2 separate regions of the Mus musculus genome follow, and region 1 is linked to region 2. A link is a contact called in public promoter capture Hi-C data. All regions are on one chromosome and are shown on one strand. The core of a region is the stretch at or near the end of the contact, and the rest is flanking DNA. Distances in the headings are between cores, read along the strand shown. Region 1 holds the start of Atp8a2 (ATPase, aminophospholipid transporter-like, class I, type 8A, member 2). Region 2 holds the start of 3110083C13Rik (RIKEN cDNA 3110083C13 gene).

Region 1 (5,995 bases), core at 2,818-5,317, 2.1 Mb after region 2:
CACAATACCAAGTTTTACTCTTAATGTCTTAACAATGAAGAAGGCGATTGTCCTCTTAGATAAGAACCAGTGCCTAGGAGAAATATGCTGCTTCAAAACCTATCGCCATGGCGATAAAGCTAATTCACTGGCTTCCCAGCAGAAATGTCAGCGAGCACAGTGCATACAGCAGGTTACTCAGTGTTAGATCCAAGACCAATGTTTGGAGAGATTTGCACACACATGACACAGCTCTCGGAACTAAATTCCGATTGCCCAGATTTAGAATCCCCACGTAGAGCATTCTGTACATGCAGGGCCAAGCAGAAATGACTGCTCACTCACGGCCAAGCCTCTTCCTCAAGTCACGTCAGTTCCCTGCCATAGTATACCACATAATCTTTTACATACTTTCCCAGATGCTCAGCAGCCCCTTTCCCCACTGTCAAACACCAAGCGCCTGCAAAAGCAAGTACAGAATAATTGTCAGGGCCCCGAGAGTCCCAGCCACAAAGGGCCTGAACAACCGTAAGCTAGAGAGGACAGACTTCAAGACAACCCTGTCAGTGGACCATCAGGCTCCTCAGCTGTCCCCTCAGACCCTTTCTTTCCAAAAAGCTTAATTTAGAAACAACACACCTGGGGCTGTAGCATGTACTTAAGAGTGTGTAAGGCAGGCTCCATCCCCAGCCCCAGAGGGAGAGTGGCAGTCTGAGGACACCCATGTTCCTGATGATGAGAAAAACATCCTTTTTACATGGAAAATTATATTAAGAAAAAAATTCTCTAGTGATTTCCTTTTATGAAAGCCTTCCCTTCAATAGCTTAGCTTTAAAGAGAAATCCATGTTTTGTAAACTTGACTTCAGCACTACTAAAGTGCTCCAGTCCCGTGGCTCAGTGCTTTGTAAAAGCCCTAAACTCTAATGTCAAGAAGCTTTGTAATCAGTTCCTAATGAACTGCAAGTCATTGGCAACCATTAGTGATTCCCATTAATACTCAGCAGAATTGGAACATATATTCCAAGGTGATCTCACAGAAGCTCCAGGACCACACTGCAAAGTTCTTAGTCTATATCTGGTGCTTTTTGAAAAGTTCTTACAGGATAAACCATAAAGTAAGAAAGAAATTGTCATTTTAATACTTAGTATGATGTAAATGAATCCATATAGCAATACAACGGTAGTAAGCCTGCTTTATTTCTAGCCAATCCAATACACATACACATACTTATTCCAAACCCTTCTCCCAAGAAAGTATAAATGAAACTATATTTTCACGTAACCAGTTGGAATTCCTCTCAGGATAAAACTAGCTCTAATACAGACAGGTATGGAGGCCCCGTTACTCTTAAATGTCTGCCTCCTGTCCTAGTTTTCCTTCCATTGCTATGATAAGCACACAACCACAACAACGTGGGGGCAAAGGGTTTATTTACCTCAGCCTATTTGTTGAGGCCATCACAGGGCAGGGCAGGAACTCAAGGCAGGAACCTGGGGGCAGGAACTGAAGCAGAGGCCAGGGACAAGTGCTGTTTACTGGCTTGCTATCTGTGGCTCATCAACCTGCTTTGTTATACACCCAAGGACCACCTGACCAGAGATGCCACTATCCACAGTGTGCTGGGCTCACCTACAGGAATCATGTACTAGGAAGATGACCCCCCACCCCTGTCTTGGCTCCAGATCCATCTAATGGAGGCATTTTCTAACTGAGGTTCCTCTTGCTGTGTGTTTCCTATGCAAATGAGAGTCTGTATTTTATTAGAACTGTTTCAAACCTTCACAGAGATACTGAAATTGGCGGAACCAAGCAAAAATACCTTTTGAAAAGCACTGAAGTTTATTTAAAAAAATGACACTCCAATCCTATCTCCTTACATAATATTTAACTTCTTTAAAAAATGACCTGAGTGTTTTTGCAAGGAATTCAATAGTAGTATGAAAGGTGAGGAGACATAGAACTACATGGCCAATGCTGGGCTCCAGACAGCTTTTCGTGTATTCAGAGTAATAGCCATCATCCTATCATTCTCTAACTCCCACACCTTCACCTTCCTTCTCCAGGCCCAGAAACCACTAATGTGTCAAGAAACACTTCTCTCTTTGGGGCATATCACATATATCATTTCATATGACTTTTTACGACTTGCTCTTTCATTGACTACTTTGAAGGTTCATCCACATCATAATATTTTATAGCTAGAGTCATCTGAGTGAATCCCTCAGTGCATGCATGTTTTGGCCACCATGAGTTATGCTGCTATGAACATCTGTGTACACATGTTCGTGAGGACCTCTGTTTTCATGTGTGCTGGCTATGTATACCTAGCATTGGAATTATCCGATCCTATGGTAACTTTACCTTGATCCTTTTGGAGGCAGGCCAAACTGCTTTCCAAAGCAGCAGCCCTATGTGTCATTCCTATTGGCCAAATGTATGAGGCTCCAATTTCTCTAAGGCTTTTACAGATTTCACTATCTGTCTCTTTTTTAATTAGTCGCGCTAGTTTGTTAAGCTCTAATGTTCTGTTTGTAATGTCCCACATCTCAAAACAAGCCTATTTATTCAGGAATGAAGTCTCAGATATTCTAACATTTACTTTTTAAATTTAAAATGTGTTCAAAAGTCGTTCTTGAAACACAAAATAAAGTCACACAAATCTAACACTCCCTTAATAAAGGTACCATCTATATACATACATACATACATATGTGCACATATACATTGTTATTCTCTCCCAAATCCTATCAAGCTATAGAAATGACCAACCAGACCTTGCTGCCAGTGTGGCATTACCAAGGTACTGTAATAGTTAAATATCTAACCACAAAGTTTTAGCCGAAGCAAAAAACAAACATACAAACAAACAAACAACCTGGAAATCCAGACCTGAGTAGGATGTTCTAAGCAGCACACTAAACTATCCTCAGAAATCACTCACAGACATGAAGTTGGTCAAAGCTCAAAAGTTTAATGGTGGCTCAAAGTGTGCTAACACTGAGCTAAGAAACAAGCTTTGCACAGCAGCAAGAATTTGCTTGCTAGTCAGATAAGTGGGTTTGATTTCTAGCTTTCCCATTTAGTAGCTATTAATATATGAGCGTAGTACAAGATTTCACATCTCTCCACTCCAGTTTCCTGATCTGGAGGCAATGATTTGCTCCATGAGACACTGGAGATGCGCAGCTAAGGCGCCTAACACAGTGGCCAGCTGACAGAAAGCAGACACAAAAATGCTACCCTCCATTCATATTTCTGCTGACTCTGGGCAAGACTTCCTAGCAAATGAGAAGACCCTTAGCAAATGCAGTGGATCACTGGGAAATAAATGTGAGTCCCTGTAGCCTGTGAGACTCACATTCATTCCCTTATAAAGCACTTCCCCACAGATGTTCTGCAAACTACTCAAGAGAGCTGTGACAAAGAGAACCATCATTGAGGTTTCAGGGAGACTATGGAGATTCTTGGAAGGCAGTAAGGGGTGAGAGGACACCTTCACTTTTATCGGTGGCATTAGAAGAACTTCCATAAGGCCCACAGATTGGCTGGGCACAGCTCTGCATAGGAGAAGGCAGCATCTGTGTTCACATGGCCCACTGGGCGCTGGGTGTGGACCTCTGGGCTCAAAGTGGGTGCAGGAGGCAGAGATGCAAAGTGCTGGGGAAAGCAAGTGAACTGAGGGCCGCCCGGGTGATGGAAAAGCCATCCCGTGAATGTGAGCATTGAGCTTCACCCGGCTGCCTGTTCTCCTACCTGATCCGGTTGTCGCAGAATTTGTTGAGATGAGATTGGTTGAGGTAAATTATGCGGGCCGGTGCCTCTAGCTGGTCTCCAACAGACGTGGCCCGGGACATCTCATCCTCTGCCTTCTTGTAGCCCGCAGAAGAACGAACGGGTCCTGCAGAATCGAGGCGCGGGGAAAACAAAACACAAAGAAATCAGCCTCCAGGCCCGAGGCTGCGAGCAGGCTGCAAGCGGGGACCAGCCGCGAAGGATGCTCTGGAGAGACTGGGGCCGCCTATGCACCTAGCCTGCCCCTGGAGACTAGACCGTAGCCACAGCCGCCGCCGCAGCGGCAGGCCCCGCCCCACTCAGCCCCGCCCTGAACCTGTGAGGCCCCACCCCTTTGGGACTCGAGACGCCCCACCCCGACCTGTAAATAGGCTCCACCTCCTGGGCCCCGCCCCGCCGTGGACCTGTGAGGCCCCGCCCCTCCCCCCCCACCCCCCCTCCCCAAGCCTCATCCCAACCTGGATTCGTGGCGAAGGTTCCCAGGCTTCTCTAGCTCTGGATTTACCAGAGACCTCACGCTGCCCTGGACCTTCAGGAGGCCGGGTGGACCCAAGGTAACCCCATCTTGCCCGACCCCAGTGCTCCTGGGAGTCTGGCAGCCCAGAGCGAGATGGGGATGGAGCTGGCTGCACGGGTAGCTTGTGGTACCCGCGCTTGCCAGGTTGGCCCAGGGGCAATGGCAGGAGGGCTGCTTTAGTCTGCCTGAGATTGGAGAGGAGGCTAAGGGAGTCAGTAGCAAAGCCAGAAGACCTCCACTTAGCCGAGGCCACGCCTTGTCCTTGCACTCGGAACCTGGTTTTTCTAGAATCCTTTGACAATGTTTAGTCACAATGAGACAAACAACCCTAGCGAGATACCACAAGTGAAGTCATCACTGCTGAAAGTACTTCCACTGTGAAATCAGTCCCGCACCAGGTGGACAGAGCTTGTCTCCCACTGCGATCCTGCACGAGCTCTTCTGCTGGTGTCCATAAATAAGCCAGATCACCTCAAAAGAGCAACTTCATCTCCAGCTCTGGTCCAGCATGTGAGCTCCCAGTTCCTTCTTAAGTAGTTCCTGTGGCTCCTACACAAGCTTCCCTGCCTCCCAGTTCTATAAAACTGACAGCAAGCTTTATTTAGAAGCCTTTGAGCGGGCTTAACTCCCCAGCAGTTTTCTTAGGTGTATGCAGAAGTATATACTACACTGTGTGCTCACGTGTGTACACACACACACACACACAGAGAGAGAGAGAGAGAAGCTCAACCCAGCATCCCCTCTGGGAAAAGGCAGCCCACCTTGAGAAGTAACCTTTAGGGAGAATCAAAGCTCTGCAAGTGGAACCTTGTTTTCCTTAACTATTCATCCAACTAACGCTTCATCTTCTCTATCAAAAAGGTGTATACTACACACCATTTGCAAAACTTGAATCTTACGGGAGTCAACTCCCATTTGCTAGCTACAGATATATCTGTTTGCTGACATGAAGAAAATCTGGAAAACTACACTTGTGTTTCAATCATCTTAACTTGACTACAAGGATTGTAATCCCCAGCAGGAGAAAGCAGAATCTGAGAGGCGAACTGAGTATCTCAAGTGGACATACTATGCAGACCAGTGAAGAAGTAGTAAGCCTGGAGTCGGCCAGCATCCAGACCACACACCGGGGCCATGGTAACAAGCCAGATACAGTCCTTTTCTCTCCTCCTTCTTTTTTTTTAATACCTTTTATTAGGTATTTTCCTCATTTGCATTTCCAATGCTATCCCAAAAGTCCCCCATACCTTCCCACCCACTCCCCTACCCACCCACTCCCACTTTTTGGCCCTGGTGTTCCCCTGTACTGGGGCATATAAAGTTTGCAAGTCCAATGGGCCTCTCTTTCCAGTGATGGCTGACTAGGCCATCTTTTGATACATATGCAGCTAGAGACACGAGCTCTGGGGGGGGGGGTACTGGTTAGTTCATAATGTTGTTCTACCTATAGGGTTGCAGATCCCTTTAGCTCCTTGGGTACTTTCTCTAGCTCCTCCATTGGGGGCCCTGTGATCCATCCAATAGCTGACTGTGAGCATCCACTTCTGTGTTTGCTAGGCCCCGGCATAGTCTCACAAGAGACAGCTATATCTGGGTCCTTTCAGTAAAATCTTGCTAGTATATGCAATGGTGTCAGTGTTTGGAAGCTGATCATGGGATGGAACCCTGGATATGTCTGCTCCTTCTTCAATGAGTGCACCACAC
Region 2 (6,821 bases), core at 3,294-5,793:
ACAGGTATATAAACCATGTTATCAAACTGTCTTATAACAACTATCTTTTTTTAAAAAGGGTTTGTTTGTTTTGCTTTTTTAAGATTTATTTTATGTATGTGAGTACACTGTGCCTTTCACAGAGACACCAGAAGAGACAACAGATCCCATTACAGATGGTTATGAGCCACCATGTGGTTACTGGGAATTAAACTCAGGACCTCTGGAAGAGCAGTCAGTGCTCTTAACCACTGAGCCATCTCTCTAGCCCCTAACAACTGTTTTTTATACATTTTTATGATTTACTCAAGAGAAAAGCGAATCTTTGGGTAGGGATGGGAAGATGGCTCGGTTGTTAGAAGTACTTGCAGCAAGCAAGAGGACCACAGTTCAGATCCCCAGAGTCCATCCAGATGCCATAAATGTCAGGTCAATTGGATATGGCGGCCTGTACTACCAGTTAGAAAGGCAGATGGGTTTCTCAGAGCAATCTGGCTAGCAAGATCAGACAGAATGTGCAAGCTCTAGGTTTGACTGAGAGACCCTGCCTCAAAGAATAAGGTGCAAGAGTGACTGAGGAAGATTCCTGACATCATCTCAGACTTCTACATACACACCCATAAACACATGCACACATAAATGCAAACTACACACACACACACACACACACATACACACACACACACACACGGGGGGGGGTAGGGGGAGAGGCACAGAGAGAGACAGAGAGAGAAAACAAGAAAAAGAATTTAAAACAATGGACTTTCGAGATGGCGCACTGGGTAAGGGCACTTGCTACTCAGACTGAAGACCAGAGTTTCGAGCACTAGACTCCCATGATGAAGGAAAGAACAGACTACAACAGAACTCTATACACACAGAGCAGTTGGACTCACACATATGAACACAAATGAATGGAATAAAAAATTTAAAAGTAGTTAATAAGATAGATGTGGTCCTTAAATCTTGGCTGGAGATCTTGCCCTGCAGGGTGTAGTGTATTTCCAATGTTTTTCTGAAGCTGACTGATAGATACTTTGCTTTTTTAGTTATCAATGCAAACATACAACACACACACACACACACACACACACATACACACACACACACACAAGTATTTAGGGATGCTTCAGAAATTGTTGGAAATTATGTCCTAATTACAAGCAAGATTCATGTAATGACTTTCTAAGATCAGTAACTTAAAAATTTCATATCAAATATTTAAACACAATACAATGAACAATATAGTAATTTGATACACACTAAAAAATGATGGTAGAAACACAGTAGATTTGTTTGTTTTTTGTTTTTGGTTCTTAAACCACTATGTTTCTGTAAGAGCAGAAATCTTTGTATGTATAGTAAAAAAAAAGCCACTGCAATTCATTATACACAATTGTCTGGAAATAAAGCCAAAGTGTTCAGACCCTGGATACTGTGTGTTTAGAACAAGGTTCCAGGGAAGTTACATATAACACCAGTGAGTACTGCTACAAACACCTGCGATGCAGTGTGTTTTATGTTTGGTTTCCCCCTCATTGGGTGCTTAGAACCTTTTATTCTTGGCTTTTGCTTTTCTTTTCTATAATCCCACACCCAGTTATGGCCTCATATGCAAGCTAGTATGAGGGCGCCACCCGCAGTTAAGCAGCTGCTCTAGTGTGCCTTGTTTGTACTCCTAATTAGATAAGTTTAAATCACTGGGTACTGGAAACAAAGTTACCTCTTCTACCTAGAATGCTTCCTGTGGGACTGGGGGTGAGGGTGAGGGTGAGGGTGGAGGTTCCAGTGGTAGGTGTCCAAGACTACAGAACTCCTGCAATGGCTTCCTATAGTCCTTAAGATAAGAAGTCCCACTAATATGGCTTAGGTGATTTAATGACACTCCAGGTCCCTGCACACACTGGTCTCATAGCTCACACTTTTGCTGAGTTAAACTTTCTTGTAGATCTCTGAGCAGATATTCCAATTACCTACACTCTCTTTCTGCCAAATGACTCCCAAGCAGCTCCAGGATGACCATTTATTTCTCATCCCTTCAGGAAACCAGGAGTGTGTTGGGTGCTCTTCTAGGACCCTTCAACGGCAGCCAGCATTACAATATTGGATTAAAATTGCCCTCTGCTGTTAGACTTAAGTAAGCTGCCTTTCTAACACTCCTTGTGCATGCCTTGGTACACAGGACTTCAATAGTTATGATGGAAAGATGGGTTACAACCTGCCAGCTGCTTTATAATCTGGATGTCTACTGCTGACCCACACAAACCACCACAGGGGGAAAAAGAAAAGAGCAGGGCACCATTAACACAAGCTCTCCATTTTTATTGGAAAAGTCATTTTGTGTGATGAATGAAAATGAAAGCTAGTCTCATTATTATACTAGATCCACATATATGCAGTAAATAAACATAAAAGAAAGCTGTATGCACTCATGTGACCAAACGGTGTCCAAGGATTAATAGGTGCCCCTTTTAGGAAAATACATTCAAATTACTGCCCTAGAGGGGGAGATTTCAAAACACAGTAATGCTGACTGCAGTAGTTCTCAGCCACTGTAGAGGAAGGGATGCTCACTGTAGGAGTGAAAGTAGAAAAGCCGGGGTTTCAATTAGTCCAAAGAGCAGACCAAGCCGACTTGTGTCAACAGAACTTAGAAAACAATTGATAATGAGTTTGGGTTTCTTTAGTTAGGTGGAAGGTTAAAAAGAAAATGAGCAGGCTAAGTGAGGAAACGCTCAAAATACCACATTGGTGTGAATGATAAGCTGAAGTTACTAATTTAAAGGGAAACAGGCTAGAAGGGAGCCAGAACACAAAGGAAACCAGAGAAAAATCTTAGAACTCAAAGGAGGTGAAATCAGCTTATAAACTGTGGAGGGAATGTGGGTGGGAATTAAATTTGGTTCCTAGATAGTGAGTGAGTCACTGGCTGAAGTTTTTTGAGTTAATAACAAGTCATGGATTGTGACTAAGGTGGCTCTATATTACAAAAATTTAAATGTGGGGGGCTGGGATGTAGTTCAGTAGTAGAACACTTGCCTACTATATTGGAAACTCAACACCAGCAAAAAACAAAACAAAACAAAACAAAACATGAGTTTATTATCCTAGGCACTAGTAGTTTTGGATGTTAAAGTAAATACCACAGGGGGACTAACCTAAGGTTCTGGATAGGATGGAATTGAATATGCAAACAGAAAAACCAATAATGAACAATAAATTTGGTTGACATAGAATGAACAAAAATGTTGGGGCTGGAGAGATGGCTCAGTGGTTAAGGGCTCTTGCTGCTCTTATAGAGGGCCCAGGTTCAGTTCCCAGCACTCTTGTGGTCCCTTAGGATCACCTGTAACTCTAGTTCTAGGGGCCCAATGCAAGCTTATGGCATTTGGGCATCAGGTCTGCATTCAGTGTACACACATACACGCAGGCAAAACACTCATACATATAAAATGAAAACAAATCACAGAAAACATTAAAAAGTAGTCTATAATGCTTGTGTAGCTTTTTCCACCTCTGATGTGGTGTGAGGTTGGAGTCAATGTTTGTATAAACTGTTCAATAATCAAACAGTTACCAACCTTTAATCTGTAAGGTATGCTTTTCTTTTTGTTGTATTTTAATGCTTGAGTTTTCCCACTAGAACTAGGTAACAGAAACCTAGCAAATAAGGAAAATAAAAAACTGCTTTTAATTTTAAAAACCCTAAAACCCAAAACACTGAAATGCCTCTCTCTATAAAAATCTTAGAGAGTACATTCAAACTTTCCAAGGTTTTACAAGACCGGGTTCATCTTGAAGTAGGGTACTTAACATTTGCATCCTGACAGCTCAGGTTTAGGAAAACTTGTTTTGCCGCGTAGGCGGGGTCCACTAAAACATTACGGTTTCGACTTATGTAACAGCTGTCATTGGAATTGATAAAATCTGCAACTATCAGCTGTTTAACTTTTAGAGTTGATATTCTCTAGACTGGGGGGGTGTGTGGCTCACACAGTAGGTCGACGCCACCCTTTTCAACAAAGAAGCGACCAGGGAACTCTTTAACGATGCAGGCTAACTAAGGGGTGCCCAGCCCCCGCAAACGTCAAGGACCCTTCTCCATCCACCAGGTGGGCAGAGGCGTGCCCCAGCCACGCCCACACGCATCCCGGGCGGGGCCTCCCGCCGCCTCCTCCCGGAACCCCCCAGGCCCTCCAGGCTCGTGCCAGGCGCCTAGGGTCTCCTGTGCCTCCGCCCCCCTCCCAGGGGTGCCTGAGGGCGGGGCCGGGCTGAGCCGTACCTGCGCCGACACCGTTCGGGAGCCCTCGCGCGCGGCTGCTTTCACGCGGCCGTGATGCCATGCCGCTCCTGCGCCTGCCAGGGCTACCCCGGCCACAGCCGCTGCGAGAGGGCCGCGAGTCGGCACAGCTCGTCGGCCGGCCGCGAGCCCGCGCCGCAGCCTTCCGCCCCAGGCCGCCAGCCAAGCGCTTCTTCCCGCAGCCGCCGCCATCTTTGCGGAAGCGCCCGAGCGTCGCGCCCCGCCCTCACCGTCTGTTGCCCGAGAACAGAGTTGGGCTCTCGCGAGAGCTCATCACCCTCCACCGTGCTCTGCGCGTGTGTTGCTAGGTGTGGCTGCTTCCTCGACGTTCAAGCGTGGTTTTGAGGTGACCCTCGGCTCCGGTGACAGTTTCCAAGGCAAAGGACATGAGTTAGCTGGTTAACTGTCCTAACAGGTCAGGTCACCACTGTGGGCCAAGAAGGGGCTGCAGGGATGGCTCAGGGGTGAAGGGTGCTTGCTGCCCTTCCAGAGCACCACAGCTGGATTCCGGAGACTTAAGGCCACAGATAAGTCCAGCTCCAGGGCATCCAGCGCCCCCTTCTGGTCTCTACCCCCCCCCCCCCATGAAATTAGACTAAAGGAAGGGTAATAGATTCTGGGTGGAATATATTGGACAAACTAGATTAAGAATAGGGACTAAGAAGGGTGTTGATGATAAATGCGGAATCAAATTAGATTTAGCATGGTTTTTCAGTCGATAGACTTAAACATAGCATCTTTAGCTCTCTCGGGAAAGCCTATGTCAGTCGTAAGTGGGCACATTTAGAGCTGGAGAGGGAAACACTTCTAACAGTAAGCGGCAGAGGGTGCTGGGTATAACCACTGTGGGTGTTGATGCAACAGTAGAATTTCATCCTCAAAGAGGCTAGGGTAAGGGGCTGAAAATATTGACGATATTATATTTGCCCCAAATGTCACATGTCTGATTATAGTGAGTCACTTGAGACAGTTGGTTCAGTGGATAAAGGCACTTCATGCCAAGCCTGCCTACCTGAGTTAGAAGTCAGAGAAGAGAGTCCTATAAGTTGTTTTCTGACCTCTGGTCTGCGCAGTGAGTTCCAGGCCACCCATAACTACATAGTGAAATCCTGTGTCAAAAGGAAAAAAGGAAAGAATATGTGTACATGCTCACCCTTACAGATCTCCGTTTTTTATAGCTAAATGCCCTTTATATTTATTTATCAAGACTCATTTTTTATGTGTATGCCTCTGTGTATTTATGCCACATATGGGTGGGTGCCCCCAGAGTCCAGAAGAGGGTGTTGTAGCTGGAGATAGAGGCAGTTGTGATCAGCCTGATATGGGTGCTGAGAATGGACCTCTGGTGCTCTGGTAGAGCAGAGAACACTCTTAACTGATGAGCTGTCTACTCAGCCCCTAAAATTTGGTGTTTGAATGAAGTAAAATGTACAGGACGTTAGCATTTTGACAACATTTGCATGTACAGGTCAGTGCTGTCAGGCCCTATGCATGGCATTTAGCAACAGCCATTATTTTTCTTTGGATTTTTTTTTTTTTTTTGTAATCTTTCAAAGCTGGCCAACACTTTTCAAGGGCCTATCTCTGTTTGTCTGCTCCTCCCGAGCGCCTGGTCTTTCATTTCTGTTAAACAATATCTGATCCAGACTTCTGACAATGATTTTCTTCAGATCTCCCAGACAAAGCCACTGTATTGTAAACAGTTGCTATTTATTGTATGTTTCCTTTACATTTTGTTCTTACAAAATATTGACTCGTAGCTGTGATCCCACATGGGACTAACAGTAGGTGCACACCTGCTCCATGCCCCTGTCACCAGCCCCCTCTTCCCTCCCCCGCTCATCTTCTCTATGGCAGATGTGGAACACGACCTCAGGGCTGGATGTTCTTTTGGTGGTAGAAAGGATTTCATCCTGGCAGAAAGCTTGGCTTCTGTAGCCTGGGGTCCTCAATTCTTCCTTACCGCTACTGAGTAAACTTAACCTTCCCCTTGTTCAACCTCTGACCTGGCCTCAGACTTAGAACCTTTACTTGGGTGTGTATCAGTTTGATGCCCATGTCAGAGGTGCCAGAACTCCTGATGTACAACAATGGCCATTTCGATGGGTTAACGAAATAAAAATAAAGAAATAGTGAAAGCTGCCATACCAAGTCTAATTTGAGAAGTTAGAGGAAGCCACCTGGATTGTTATTATCCTTTCTTAGTCTGTGCTTGCTCCACCCCAGCCAGTATGTTCTAACGTGAAGTCAGAACTTTCTCACTTTGTCCCAGGTGCCAAAACCTTTCCACCGTGCCTTCCTAGCAGGGAAGTAAGCAGACTTACTGTGCATAGACCTCTCAGCCAGGCCTTACTGTTTGTGTTCCGGCCCTGCCACTGACATCACTGTGATTTAGGGCACCGAGGCTCAGTTTCCCATCTGTAAACAGCCCTCTCAATTTCAGATGGGAAATGAAATGGGATAACTTAGAGGAAGTGATTAGCCAAATGCCTGGCACATGGTGCACTCTCGACAGATGGGAATTCATCTTCCTTAAGATTTG

Evidence for each region. Promoter capture Hi-C pulls out the DNA fragments that hold promoters and counts their contacts.
Region 1: a contact with region 2 is called in a promoter capture Hi-C map of stem cell-derived epiblast-like cells, with 5 times the contacts expected there. The contact joins the promoter of Atp8a2 here to the promoter of 3110083C13Rik in region 2. A contact is called at or near these places in 2 of 39 promoter capture datasets (liver and stem cell-derived epiblast-like cells).

What each region holds. Positions count from the first base shown.
Region 1 is chr14:60,082,847-60,088,841 of GRCm38.p6, forward strand. Atp8a2 (ATPase, aminophospholipid transporter-like, class I, type 8A, member 2) reads right to left here and starts at 4,068. Exons shown (of 36, transcript NM_015803.3): 1 at 3,736-4,068. The coding sequence starts at 3,836. It overlaps 4930563I02Rik (RIKEN cDNA 4930563I02 gene), which reads left to right and starts at 4,660. Exons shown (of 3, transcript NR_166718.1): 1 at 4,660-5,428.
Region 2 is chr14:57,994,769-58,001,589 of GRCm38.p6, forward strand. 3110083C13Rik (RIKEN cDNA 3110083C13 gene) reads left to right here and starts at 4,544. Exons shown (of 2, transcript NR_166770.1): 1 at 4,544-4,694. It overlaps Micu2 (mitochondrial calcium uptake 2), which reads right to left and starts at 4,494. Exons shown (of 12, transcript NM_028643.3): 1 at 4,262-4,494. The coding sequence starts at 4,471.